2 separate regions of the Gossypium arboreum genome follow, and region 2 is linked to region 1. A link is a contact called in public Hi-C data. All regions are on one chromosome and are shown on one strand. The core of a region is the stretch at or near the end of the contact, and the rest is flanking DNA. Distances in the headings are between cores, read along the strand shown. Region 1 holds the start of LOC108487201. Region 2 holds the start of LOC108487389.

Region 1 (7,598 bases), core at 4,057-6,556:
TAATACGTTTCAACGCACTCAAACCCACTTCCTCCTATATTGGTAACAATCCCATAGCAATCAAACTAAGACTCAATTGACAACATTAAATTTAAAACATAATAACAAACGTTACATTAAAAACATTAATTTTTACTTTCTATGTATCAACTATTTTATTACACAAAACAAAACATGATATAAACATACAAATATATATTTTATTACTTTCTATGTATCTTTTATTCTCTTTCTTTTACCTTTTTAACTATTTCTTCGATCTCTCTTAAATTTTATTTGTTCACAAAATAAAAATTGAAATCCTAATTTTTTTATCTTAAGGGTGATTGGTGTTTTCCTATGTTATAATTTCAATGAAATGTGAATTTATAAAATATGATTGATGAGAATAACACCGTTACAACGTTTGGTATACATTGAAAATACTGTTTAAATCTGTAAAAGTTACATTAATATGTTTAGTTCATTTAACATATTCCTAAAATGTAATATTACTTTACAAAATTACCCTATTGAATAAAATAAAATATTCATATATTTTAATATTTTTAATAATCTTTACTATTAAGAAATATTTGAATTATTCCAAAAAAGTATGATTTTCTCACATGTCGAACAAGATACATAAATACATTGGAAAGGCAACTTGCATATTAAGTGAAAATATACAAGTTTTAAAAGTTGTTTCGCGACATGGCACTTATAAATTCAAATATATTAATATACCGTGTATATAGCTTGAAATATCAACTTCTTAATATGGTAAACCACAATCAATTGTGTATAAATTGTTTTTCAAACTTAAGCTATTAGTGATATGAGCTTGACCAAGTCTATTAGTTAGTTTTTATCTCGTTTTAAAAATTGAATATAATTTGTATTTTATCTTTTGTTGTTATTTGAATAGTTAACATTATCTTAGTCAATTCTTTACTTGTATAAATAATGTCATTTATCAATGAATTTTGTGTGCCTTTCTTCTCTTTCTTTCCAAAACTTTAGATGGTATACGGAGCTAAATATCTCTAAATGAGAAAACATCTTCCATTTTCTTCTCACCTACTCCAATATTTTTGTAATGACTACCAATAACTCAACCCCTTCAGTAATTACCTCCGACCACTGCTACTACAACTATTCAAATTGTCTAGTTCAACCCAACCTCCTAATTAAGCTTCATGCTAGCTCCAACTCTTCGACTTGGAAATCACAATTTACCATGATGTTAGATAGACATGATCTCCAAGGTCACCTTGATGGCACTAAACCCGCTCTACCCAAACATGTTGAAGAGAATAACAGCACCCAAATAAATCCTGCTTGTCACATTTGGTATCACTAAGATCAACTCATCTAGCAAGCCATGATTGCTTATGTTGATAACTCAATTGCCTCCACAATTGCTTCTGCTGATACTTCACAAAAAACACGGGCTCTTTTGCGTACTTTATATGCAAACAAAAGTCACACATGAACCTATAGCCTTCGTGATCAACTTACTAAAGTCACAAAGCAAGTCAAAAGTGTTGTAGAGTATCTATAACAAATCAAGACCATTAGAAATATGTAAGTTGATGTTGGTTCTCCGATTTAGACTCTCCATGGTCCAAAATATCGATAAGTTTTCGCCTCTATTCAGACTTTATCAACACCAATCGAATATGAAGAGCTTTTTCAAAAACTTGTTGAGCATGAACTCTCTCCAACATTAGGAGAAATGAATGTCTTCTGCTCCAAAATCTATTGAATTTTTTTCGTTTCATTTAAAAAAATTGTGAAGGTTTTCATGATTGAATGCTCAAGGTTGGAGATGTTCTTTTAAAAAATAATTTTAAAAAAAAAACAATGAATTAAAGCTGTAAAGATCATAGTAGCAACTATGTTTTTATAGATGAATAAGTTAATATGTTAAACCCAAATACAAGAAAGGCTAATTTTTTCTTAACTTTCTCACCCATCATTAAGGGAATCACTTTCCATTTTTTTTTTCTTATGAAACATTGGAATCACATTCCAACTAATTAAATTCCTTGAAAAGTGAGAACTTTCCATCACACCAAACTCCCTCTAAGTGTCAACTCACCATAGCTCACAACTTAAAATCGAGCATCTCATTACTTAAGGTTTACTTTTATAGATAGTTATAGATGTGATTTTTTTAAAGTATTTTTGCATTATTTGAATTTTTTATAATTATAAGCTTTTGGATTTTTGGAATCATGATCAAATTGATAAGATGTTAGAGGTTAAATTTGTTATCATACCAATCAAAAGAGAGCCTTGTCAGCCTTCCGTTTGGTGACCAAATACATTTTAAAGGGAGGATGACTAGAACTTGAAATTAACTTTATGTAGGTGATGATATTAAAAAAAAATTGATGACCAAAGCAAGAGTGTCCTCGAACTTTAGTAACTATCTGGGTAGTTTACCTTTCTTATAAATTCACAGTCAATCCCTCATTTGTTTTTTCACACAAGCAAGAGTTGCCTCCAATCGTTGTCGAGTTCCTAAGGCAAAACCTATCCAAATCATTATTTTTTATTAGCTTCGATTCAAATTTTTAAACCATACTATGGCTTTGTTGAGTGAAGAGAATCATATCGCTTTAATAACTCTGAATATAATAATTTATTAACTTATTATTTAAGCTAACTTTTTTATTATTAATATTTAATTCAACATTTAAATTTTTTTTTTATTTTGAATGAATTTTTTTATTTACTTACTAAGTTGAGGAACAAAATTTTTGAATTCAACAAAACGTACAATGTCTGATGCTGAATGAAAAGCAAGGCCAAGTGAAAGCGCATCTAGATGTAACAAGTTTTTTGAAGTGGTTAAAATACTTCACATACCAATATGGTCGTTGTTTCTTACAACTTTGGTGGAAAGGTAGATATTGGAAACTCTTAGCTACCACTTTTCCTATGGTGAAATAACAACCACATTAGAAGATGTAGTCGAATTTGTGTCATTCATTGTAATAATGGAATCATAGATTAAATAGGAATTCAACTTCAAATGATCTTGTGAGACCTTTGTTGCACCTCACGTATGTAGGCCGTTATATTTGCAAAATTCTCATATATGTTTCTTCTATATTTAGGCTACCAAAATGACCCACATGTAATTTTAGTTGTATTTAATGCATTTACACTCATAAATGTTGGTACTAGACTTCATGACCTTGAAATCCGCCGATTATCTGATGTTATAGTCCTTGATTCTTCTATTTGCAACATAATTTGATGGAAAAATTAGGCCAATTGTAAGCTCACCATTGTTATCAATCAGACAAAAAATTCATGCCTATGAATGTTACCATTCAGTGTTTCGATAATAACTTGACGACTCATATGTACGATGACGATAAAAACTATTGGTTCATTTTACGACTTGGGACCATTAACACCTACAACTTCAACATCGAGTTCTTTTTAGACTTATGCTTTAGTTTTGACTCTAGTGAAGTCACCAATGTCATCATCACGACATTCTGGTTCCGTGAACACATCAAATCAGGTAGGTTGAGCTTCATCTTAAACTACATTTATTAGAGATTGCCACCTATTAACATAACCAACATCTTGTTATACAACTCATGAATACATAACATTATAGATTCCTGAGTATGCTCTCAAGATATGTACTAGGAATATTCGACATTGAAGGATTCTTCGGGACTCTTAAATATAGTAATTAGGAAAAGAACCCTAAAATATCTGGTATTGATGGAATTTCTAAATGATATATTGGCACCGAGATAGGCGAAATGCTTGCATAATTCAAAATTTTGTACCTAGCATCGAGAATATCTTTGACTTGCACTAACAACTCCATTGCAATGCCCACACTTTCTTGGTGCCCAAACACCGTAGTATCAACAGTTTTATCATTGTTGAGATCCACCACAACGTATTTACTCCCCTTTTATTAGACCTCAAAAATGTATACTTGAAATTGGATATCCATTTGGTAGTTCCATCATGGATTTTCTTCGAAATTCTCCTTTTTGTTCTCTCCAAGGAAATATAATTCTTAAAGGTTATGTTAAAAGGAGATTCAGATTGGAATACAGTTCTATCATTAGTCGAAATCATGTATCCATTTAAATGGATTTGTGTCATAAATCAATTCGCCATCTTCCCATTTGAAGTTATCAAATATTAAATTTGAACATTACAAATGTTAACGAAAGGGTGTCGCTAAAAGAAAAAAAAAAACACAATGAAATTGGTGCCTAAGTTGGTGGATACTTGTCCAGGCACTAAATGGAAAAACAAAAAGCACACATAACATAAGAATATGATTACACAGTTCAATTTCCCTATGTCCATGGAGCCTAGCTCAACGAGAAATATATCTCTTCAACAATTACAAAGTCAACCTACTCAATCACATACACCGTACTCTTGCACTTTGAAGATACAATACTCTCACTACTATGAATACCCTTTGTGGTCATAGCAATTAAAACCACATTAATAAGTTTTACTTTAAAAACATCACTTTTACAAAAATATTCTCATAAGAATAGATTAAGTGCCCAATAATTAGTACATTTTCCTGTGCAAGTCTCTCAAATAGATAAACATGATTTCAAAACTTGTTTACAATAGAAGATCTAATACAATCCTAATAAAACAGTAATCCAATCAATAGTAATACAATATAATAATAATATACATGATAAATATGGACTATTGGCAACTCAACATCATAACCACAATCCAATTTAAAGTCCATAACCTAAGGGACTACTTTAAGAAATTTACTATTAACATTTGTTAAGCACAATAATAACATAATATTGAGTACAAAAATTGATGACAATTTTCATAGCACTGATTCATGAATTATGGAAAAAAAAGTGATTTAAGTGAGTTATAGAAACTTTGTACGTAGTTGGAATGGTTTAAGGTTTGTAGATGTTCAAAAGAATTTCTGGGGGAGTTATTTCAAAATGACTTTTTTTTGTTTGGAAAATTGTAAAATTTATAAGAAAGGGGAAAAGGGTCGACTAACTTGAGATAAAATGAAGTCAACATCATGAGTATTGACTTTAATGAGTCAAAAAATTGTTTGAAACCAACACTTATAGGAGTCGAGTTGTTACCCCAACTCAAATTTGTGTTTTTAACAACAAAGTACACGATACTTAGTGAAAATCGTGTTAGAAAGACCTTGACACACATACATTTTGTACATTCTATTCAACACTTGCATAAAATTTAATATTTACGAGTGTCAAAAAATGTATAATATGATAAATAACTTTATAAAATATCCCGTGCAAAGTGCGGTGGTCGTTGACCTTACAAATTAGTCTTGTTTTAAAGAATGTGAAAATTAAGGAGCACATTTTATAATAGTAAATTATACTGAGGCAAAAAGCTAAATAATCAACACCAATGGGGATCTGATGAAATTGTTTAATTAACGTTAAAAAACGAAGAAGGTCTCTGCTTTGAGATCATCTGTATATGTCTCCATTGATGTTGAAATCAAGCTTCTTTCTTTGATTCAATTCTCCATTTTCAACTGAATAACCCAACCAATATATACACACATAAATAAATAAATGATAGAATTAATTAGTCGGCGGCGTTTAGATGCATTCATCTCCATTTTCGTAACAGTGCATCCTCATGAGATCTCTGCTTTGCTCCATTCTTCTTCATGTTTCTTCTTTGTAAGTTAATAATATTAACTCATTCCATAATTCATTTTAATTTTAATTAAATTGTCTTAATTTTGAATTGGGCTTTTTTGTGTGTTTGTTTTGTTTTCCCCCCCAGATTTTGAGTGCTTATTTTGTGGTGCTGCCATTGAGGGATGAAGGGGCAATTTCATTGGGATTATCTAATTTGCCTGAATTGTTTGTTGGGTCTTTAGTGTTGACTTTGATAGCTGCTCCTCTTTCTACTCTCATCTTCTCTTTGCCTAATCTTTCCAAAGTCAAGGTAAATCTCAATTCACTTCATAATTCATTTTCTTTATTGCTTTTATTCTTGGATTTTTAGAATTTTACTGAAATGTTGAAAATGGGCTGTATTTATATATAAAAGTTTAGGGATGAAGTGGAAAGTTTGGCTCTTTTGTTATTGATTTTTCTGCTCCGTTTTTTTTTAGCAGTAAAATATTGAATTGGGATATAAAACCTAATCATAGTTTTGAAGAACTAACCGTGGACAGTTTAACTTTCATTGATAACAAACTGCATAATTTTACTTTAAATAAGGATGACTGAGTTGCTGTTAATTTGTACTTGGTTTACATAGAGACTAGAGAGCTACAACCTAGTTATGGTTCCGGTAGAGTAGAGCTCTGGGACAGATTAATTATAAAGTCTATCTCTTATTGTAGTCAATAATGCCGGTGAACAGAGTGACTGACCTGGAAATGGTTCCGAGAGTGGGGTCTTGAGAGAAGTGAATTAGAAACTTTAGCTCTCTTTGTTGTTAGTATAGGTGATAAAGTGGCTTTTGCAGAACTTAATATATTAAACATTTAGGTGCCAATTTGTTTAGCTAAACATTGGAAAGTTACTTTCTGCGATCCCTCACTTAAATGGTCTTGAAGCTGAGACCTTTAGCTTCCTTCAGGGAATACCACCATACATGTGATCCGCGGAAGGTTTTTTTGTGTGGTAATGCATGCCCTTAATCATTGAACTAAACAATAATGGAAATGATTTTGTCATCCACCTTTCGTATATGGTTGTTTAAGTCATTTTGCCATGTTGTATGGCCTCTTATTGATTTTAATATATTACTTTCAGAACATGCCAACATAGTGATACAACATTGCATTTTATTGGCATTGTTCGGGGTTGTTTCATTAGGTCAATGTATCAATGTTTTATTTAAGTTTGGGATCATTAGCCTCAGTGGTCTATGCACAACTGTCTGTTGTACTTTGTCACTTCAGCCTTTTAATATCCTTGAGAAGAAATCCGTGAGGTCCATAACCATTTCATGCCGGTAATATTCTTCATGTTTTGTTATATTTGTCCTCTAATTGGTACTTCTTGAAATTCCAGGCTTTGGTTTTTATACACAGGCTTTTTAGTGTATCACTTGTTGTGTTCTTCATTCTATGGCATACTTCATCAACGGAGACTTTACAATCTCATTCAAAGGTAATCCAAAAAGTCCACATGGTGGTGGTGTTCTCATTTTTGATCCTTGTTTGTCATCAGAAAATTGGTTCTTCATATAATTTTGTACTAACCTGTGGTGCAAACTGTTTGTAGAATTCAGTTGGGATTTCCACCGAACTTAAAGTCAGTATTGGTCATGACAGCCCTATTGATGCTCAAGGTTGGGGAAACCATGGTTGGTTTTATGTTTCAGTTAGAATTGGATTGTTCCTCTGGGTATGACAACACTTGATCTATTTGTCATTAATTTTGCCTGCCAACTATTATCTAGTATTTTAATTTTAATAATGGAAACTTTCTGTTTCTGTTTTCTTGTTTGTATGGAAGGTTGCCTTGCTTAATCTTATCACAATATCTTCAACCTGGGCTAGAGTAATTGATGTCATGGATAGTGAGGTATTGACACTTTCTGTTTCTCTTATGAAGCTTATGATA
Region 2 (6,996 bases), core at 2,400-4,899, 130 kb after region 1:
TTGTGAGTAGTCACCTATACATACAGTGATTTTAGGGTGTTGAGGCCCTGGAATATGTTGGAGGGATAAGGGAATGTGAACTAAGCTCCATTCAACGGGACATGTGAGAGGAAATAAGGAGAGTGTTAGCTTTATGCTACACTTTTGGGACATGTTTGACTCTATGAGTCTATATTTGGTGTGTTGGAGATCCGTGTATCCTATGAGTGATGACAAAGCTCGTTATATGTTTCATAACTCAAGCGCCAATCTAGTATATTATATGTAACTATGTTGAACATGTTTTATGCTTAATGGAGTATGCGCTATATCGCCAATCTATCATATTAAATGTAATTGTGTGGAACATGTTTTATGCTTAATGGAGTATGTGCTATATTGCAAATTTATCATTATATGTGATTTGAGAGAACTGTGATATATGGTTGTTTAAGTATGTGTGTTACATGATATATGTTTGCATGAATATGTAAATGCTATGTAGAAGAACCAGTAGATAAAGCATGGTTAGGTACTCTACGACACTAGACATAGGACTATTGTAATTGTACTTAAATGGTTTTCTTGAGGATGCATGATGGTATGTGTGCGATGTGGTCATTCTAATCATTCATTGAGCTTGTTAAGCTCACTTACTCCGTTTTTACCCATTGCAAATTAGTTGCATACCAGTGTGAGTGGTGTGGTTTTCCGAGAGGTGATCCAGGCCAGTTTTGTGTTATTCTGTAGGTTTTCTTTATTTACTTACATTTTAGGGAAAAGAAACTGTGGTAGACTTGTTTATAGACATGTTATCTTCTAGATATTTCTAGATATTTTGTTGGTTATAGCTTTTGTTTATGAGGTTTAAGAGTTATGATTATGCTTAGGTTATAAACATTAATGATGTCATGGCGTTTCTAGCTCGGACACATTTTTGATGTTTTGAACTATCGAAATTTAGCTATTGGTTAATTATTTGTCTAAGTATATGATGTATGATGTTTAGAAATTAAATGGGAATGGATTATTTGCTTATGTATGCTGCATTTTTTAGGTCGGAAGCAGAGGTATCGATATTTGTATTGTAAAATTGATACCACTGTGTTCTAAAACATGGGGGAAGTTAGATTAGAGATTTGTTATCGATACCTTTGCTTGAGTATCGATACTCGAGGTCAAAATATCGATATTTCATGACAGGTATCGACAATTTTCGAGACTTTGGGATTTTAGTCGAGAAACAGAATGCAAGTTTGGTATCGATTTTCCAAGTGGTATCGATACCACCTAGGGAAAATATCAATACCCAAGTGTCAGTATCGATACCTATGGACAAGTTTTGGAAATTTCATTAACTGGACCTTACTCATGTTTAAGTATTATTATACGACTATTTGAGGAATGGTTAGCATGTAACTTTGATAACTAACAAATATTATTGACTTAAAACCTATACGAATGATAATAAGAAAGACGGTTCTTTTAGATTGGACTTTCACTCGTAGTATATGACATGAGACGGTGGTGTGGCATCCTGTATTTGGGCTTGGCGACCAGCCGGGTATAGGGTGTTACAGTGACACACCCTGTAGTTTTAGAATTCTTGAGAAACTGTATTCTGTATCTCGACAGGTTAATGATGTCGCGATATCAGGTTGATTTTTAAACTTCTTCGTTACTGCCCACGATGTTGCGATACAAAATTGTCTGTGTCGTGACGTTGACCTTGTTTCTCAAATTTCCGATCTTCAGGATGCTTCAAGTGCTTTGTTAAACCTATCTTTAACCCACCTGTAATACATTAACAACTTAGTTAGCAGAGTATTCAGTTAGTACAGTTAGTAATAATCAAATGATGGAAAAATGTTAGGTCTTGCTGTCGGACTCGTCCGTCTTTTCACAATTGATTCCCCCCCAAAGAATTAGTGCCTAATTAAATCGGTGTTTAATAAGTCATTACACAAGCTCCATAAAAAGACTTATTTGAGATCATAATTAAGCTTTCCTCTTAAATATCGGTTTGATATTCAAACTCGTACAAATAACACTTTGTCTTTGAACGTAGTTTAAATTTTGGGCAAACTACATTAGTTGTCCTTAAGCTTTATTAATATTACATTTTGGTCATTCAATTTTCAAAAGTTATGCAATAGTCAATAATATTATTAAATTGTTACATTTTTGTCACCCATTGTTAATTTTCATTAAAAAAAAAAGTAATGTTGTACCTTAATTCAAATGGTTAATAGCTAAATTAGTCCTTGAGCTATAGTTAAAAATTATTTTGATATTAAATTTTTTAACAATAATTGTAATTTTTAAATATTTAAAATAAATAAATGATTCATATAAAAATCATTTACAACATGAAAAACAAAAAAATTGCATCTAATTTTTCATATCCAATCTCATAAAAAATCATAGCATTTGAACTTTTACAGAAACTTTCAAACTAAATTCCATTTGCTTTCCATCGTTGATGAACACCTTCAATCAAGTCAACAACTTCACGTTGTTTAACCCCGAAATTGATTTGCCAATTTTATTTTGTTTTATTTTGTTCTCAAAGTCCTAAGATCCCTAACAAAATATATCTCAATGCAAGATTTGGATTCCACTATTAGATTGATTATTGCTATTCGAGTTTTCAAGAACACAATTTGGGCTTGCAACATTGTTTTCATTCTTGAGAATCGTAAAAACTTCAACCATCAATGACCTATTTGTAAGATTTTCCTAATAATTATGAAAAAAAGAAAGGAAAAAAATTAAGAAAAAAGAGAGCGATAGAAGAGCAAAATATTCTATTATATTGTTTGGTTCTTTGATAAATTTCAATTTTTGGAATTTGAAATTTTTCTTTTAATTTATATTACGCAACACCCTACTTCTTTTCTAAATTCATAATTTCTTTTCTAGTTACTATTTCAATTTTGTAATTTTGGATTTTAAAATTTATAATATAAGGTACTTTTCTTCTTCTCCAAACTCATTATTTCCTTTGTCAAATTTCAAGTCAAGAGATTACTTTCAGTTGTAAATAAAACACACACACACATATATATATATATATATATATATATATATATAAATATATATTATTTTTAATGATTTGAAAAGAGCGGAGCTGATGCTGATCCACATGAAAAGAGAAAAAAAAGGTAAAGAAAGATGAAAATGAAGAAAGCATAAAACAACAAAGCAAATAAAAAAATAATCAAAATGAATGAGTACTTAATTTTTTTTTTTGTAAAAGTTCAACAATTATGATTTTGATGATTTTGGATATGAAAAAATTAGCTGAAAATTTTTTATTTTTTCATGTGGCAACTGATTTTTATATGAATTATTTTATTTATTTTAAGACTTTTTAAAATTTTTTTACAATAATTGTTAAGAAAAATTTTAAAATATCAAAATATTTTTTAATTATAGTTTAGGGATCAAATTAGTTATTAATCCTTTGAATTAAAGTGTAGTGTTATTTTCTAAACTGAAGTTAACTGCCAAGTGACAAGCATGTAACAATTTAATAACATTAAATGTAACTTTTGAAAGTTGAGTGATCGAAATGTAATTTTAAATAAAGTTTAGGGATAGATGATGCAGTTTACCCTTAAACTTTTCAATATAAAAAAAAAAAAAGTTTAGAACTTTTCAAAAAACTGAATTTGGCAAAAGCGTGGAAAATTCAAAATCAAAGGCCCAAAGGGAATTGTGTGTAGAGGAAACACCTTTGAGCCCACCGTCCATTTCCCACCAGTTTGCGCCCCATTGTTCTCTTCAGAGTTCAGATTCTGCCTCGACGATTTCGTTTTCATATTTCAACAATTATGCCAGGTTTGCGCCCTTGAATTTCCTTCACTCTTTTGTTACTTGCTACAAGCTGCAAAACCCAACATGCCTTGTTGTATTTCTTTTGAAGAAAAAGATGGTCAAGGCTGGTTAATGCCAAAACGAAGATGAACTTTTATAGTTTATTTGTTTTTCTTGAAAAGGGTATGCCAAAGTCTCGTGCTTACTTTCTTCCTATTGGGTATATTTGGTGAAAAAAATGGTTGGAATTGAATAGAACTAATATTTGGTTACTAGGAAGGTTGAGTTGGAATAAAGAGTGAATTTTTTTATTAGTGGAAGTAATTTGGGAGTGCTAGGGAAAACACTCAGATTCCTGTTGTTGAATTATAGCAGGTGAATTGCTGATGGAGACTTCAATATCTAGTTCAATTGAAACGGGCTTAGTTTATGTATCTGAACTTGGGAAACGAGATTCTTTATGTGACTGGATGCCTGGAAATGGAAATTGGCAGGTATCTCCTAAATTGAATGATACTTGTCAGAGTGGATGCAAAGAGGCTGAGTATTCATGCCCTCCTTTGCCAAGATCTGGTTCTCAACACTCATCGATGAGTGTTCTGTCTGAAGTTCCTGTGCCTGCTTTTGTTTTCAGTAGGAGGAAGAAACGGCAAGGCAGCAGCGGCAGTGGTTCTGCTTCTGTTGTCAACTGTTGTGCGGAGGCCCCAGTGAATTCAAAGAGAAGTGGGGCTTGTCTTTCTGTTGTCAGCTCTGATGCTTTTTCAGTGGCAACATTGGAGCGAAATGAATTTTCTCATGGGGAACATAGAAATGTAGCTGTTGGAGATACCGTGATGCCTCTTGCATGCAATAGAGAGCCTCACGGTTTAAAGTATGAATCTGCTAATGGATGTTCTGCCATGGACGACCGTAGTTCTGATGATGTACATAAAACTGTTATGCTGAAAACCATAGATGTGGATAGTATAAATGATAGTTGTTCATCATCGAAGTCAAATATGGATACTTTATTAGCTTCCACAAAACGTGAGATGGATGAAAATGGTGAGTGCACCTCCTCTAGTGTAATAGGTGCTGAAGTTTTAAGGGAAGATGAAAAAGGTATGTGCCTCCCTGTACTTCAGAAGCCGGAGAATGTTGAGGAAGTTGGGCCATCTAGGCCTCGTGCTATTGAGGAAATTGGTACTAGTGGGGGTAGTAGTTGTTCTAGGTTATGCAAAATTTGTGACCGTTTGGGAACAGCACAAAAGATGCTAATTTGTGATAATTGTGAAGAGGCATTTCATGTACGTTGCTGCAGACAGAAGATAAAGAAACCACCGGTTGATGAGTGGTATTGTATGTCGTGTATGAAACAGAAGCGAATAGTGCTGAAGAAGACTCTTGCAAGAAGGTCTTCTAGTATCACTGGTGGAATGGGCAAAGAAAGAGATGTATCATCTAAATGGGAAGTCAGTCCAATAGAATTAATGTTGAGAGATGCTGAGCCTTATACAACTAGTGTTCGAATTGGCAAGGGTTTTCAAGCAGAAGTTCCTGACTGGTCAGGTCCAATTGATATGTATGTTCCATGAACTATTTATTTTTTAATTAATTGTCTATATGGAATGCATTACTTTATAGGCTCTCTAATTGGGTGCATAGGAAAACATAGATATGAATGATGCTCTTTTCTATTTGAGGTTTTATTTATGTTATGTTCCCAAATGTTTATAACTACGTTGTCCTTTGTGACATATGAAAATCTGTCTGAAGCACAAGGTAGTCAAAAGTACTATTTGATGCTTATAATATATGAGGAGCTTAAAGGAGAGCTTGCTAATAGGTTATATTGATTATAAACAATTATCTATTTTGTAAGAAAAATCCTAGGCATAGATTCTGTCTTGACCTAGAGACAAGACATAAAATTTGACTTTAGTAGCAGGCTAATTGCATTGACCTTGAAGAAACCAATGCCAACTATCTTTCTTTCTATTACACTGATAGGCTTTCTTTGATCACTTGTCATGTTTCCCATCTAATTGATGTATATTTCACACATGGAAAAAGAAATTCCACTTTTCATCATAGAACAGATCACCACTAAGTTGATGTCATCTTGCCTAAGTGTCTTTCTTTACTGAAGAAGTCAGAATCTAGAATTCCAATTTATGAAATTTAGCTAGGAACTGTTATGGTGTCCAATATAATATATAGGTAGACTAATCTTCTCATTAACCTTCCTTCTCGAAGATGTTTTATAAGTTCTTTCCAAGGCTCTTTTAATGAGTTAAAAGTATATTCTGATAGAAAGCGCACTGCTTTAACCACCGCTTTATTTTGGAATCCTGCATACATTTCATAATCAGTGGGTGAAATAGAATTGATAATTTTCAGCTTAGGGAAAGTTAGTCTTTTTGAAAAATATAGGTGCTATTGAGTGCTTTCTCGATCCACAAGTGTTGTCCTTCATAAATAGTTTCTTGTTATACTATGCAGTGATGTTGATACCATTGGCGAACCCCTAAACTTGGATCCTTCAGAATATACTTATTACCACGTAAGGCTTTGATATATGTCTAGGTTAACATTGCCATTTTGCAGACAAGTAACAGTATGGTTTGAGGGGAATTGACATGTCTTTCTTTGTAGGAAAAGAATTCAAACAAATCATCTAAATTAAGCTTAAAAGGGAACTGGCTTCAATGCCAAGAATTCGTAGCAGGCAAAGGAGGCAGTAAAGGAACCATCTGTGGAAAGTGGCGCAGGTATAGTCTGTTCGCTTCAATATTTTTCTTTCTTTCTTGCCATTTATGTTAGCACAAGTTGATATTTTTGAAAACTCATGGCATTTTTTTTGTATGGAACAACAATCAGTTTATTTCTGATTAACTTGGAGATGAATTATTATGAAACTTAGAATGATATCAGTTCTTTATGTCTGAAAGCTTGAACGCTGGACAAAGGGAGCCATATCCTGAACTGAACATGTTGCATTATGATAAATGTTGATACCATTGATCCTCTAGTTGAAAATGGCAAAAAATTGTCAACGTACGAAGAATGAACTCGAATAGAATTCAGACAAGGATATATGTCCATATATCACTCTCCTTTTCATTATCATACGCTTAATGGTTAGTAGATGATACTATTTCTCATAGTAAAAGTTGAAATTAAGGAGATGGAAGTTCTGCATACCTTATTTCATATCAG

What was found. Hi-C and Micro-C count contacts between places; a contact is called where the count stands out from the background.
Region 2: a contact with region 1 is called in a Hi-C map of leaf, with 3 times the contacts expected there. The contact joins the promoter of LOC108487389 here to the promoter of LOC108487201 in region 1. A contact is called at or near these places in 2 of 5 Hi-C or Micro-C datasets (both in leaf).

Annotation. Positions count from the first base shown.
Region 1 is chr10:113,881,187-113,888,784 of ASM2569848v2, forward strand. LOC108487201 reads left to right here and starts at 5,307. Exons shown (of 14, transcript XR_008271685.1): 1 at 5,307-5,693; 2 at 5,800-5,964; 3 at 7,044-7,142; 4 at 7,257-7,379; 5 at 7,491-7,559.
Region 2 is chr10:114,017,124-114,024,119 of ASM2569848v2, forward strand. It overlaps LOC108487389, which reads left to right and starts at 3,650. Exons shown (of 7, transcript XM_017791721.2): 1 at 3,650-3,822; 2 at 4,174-5,359; 3 at 6,280-6,340; 4 at 6,433-6,548. The coding sequence starts at 3,816.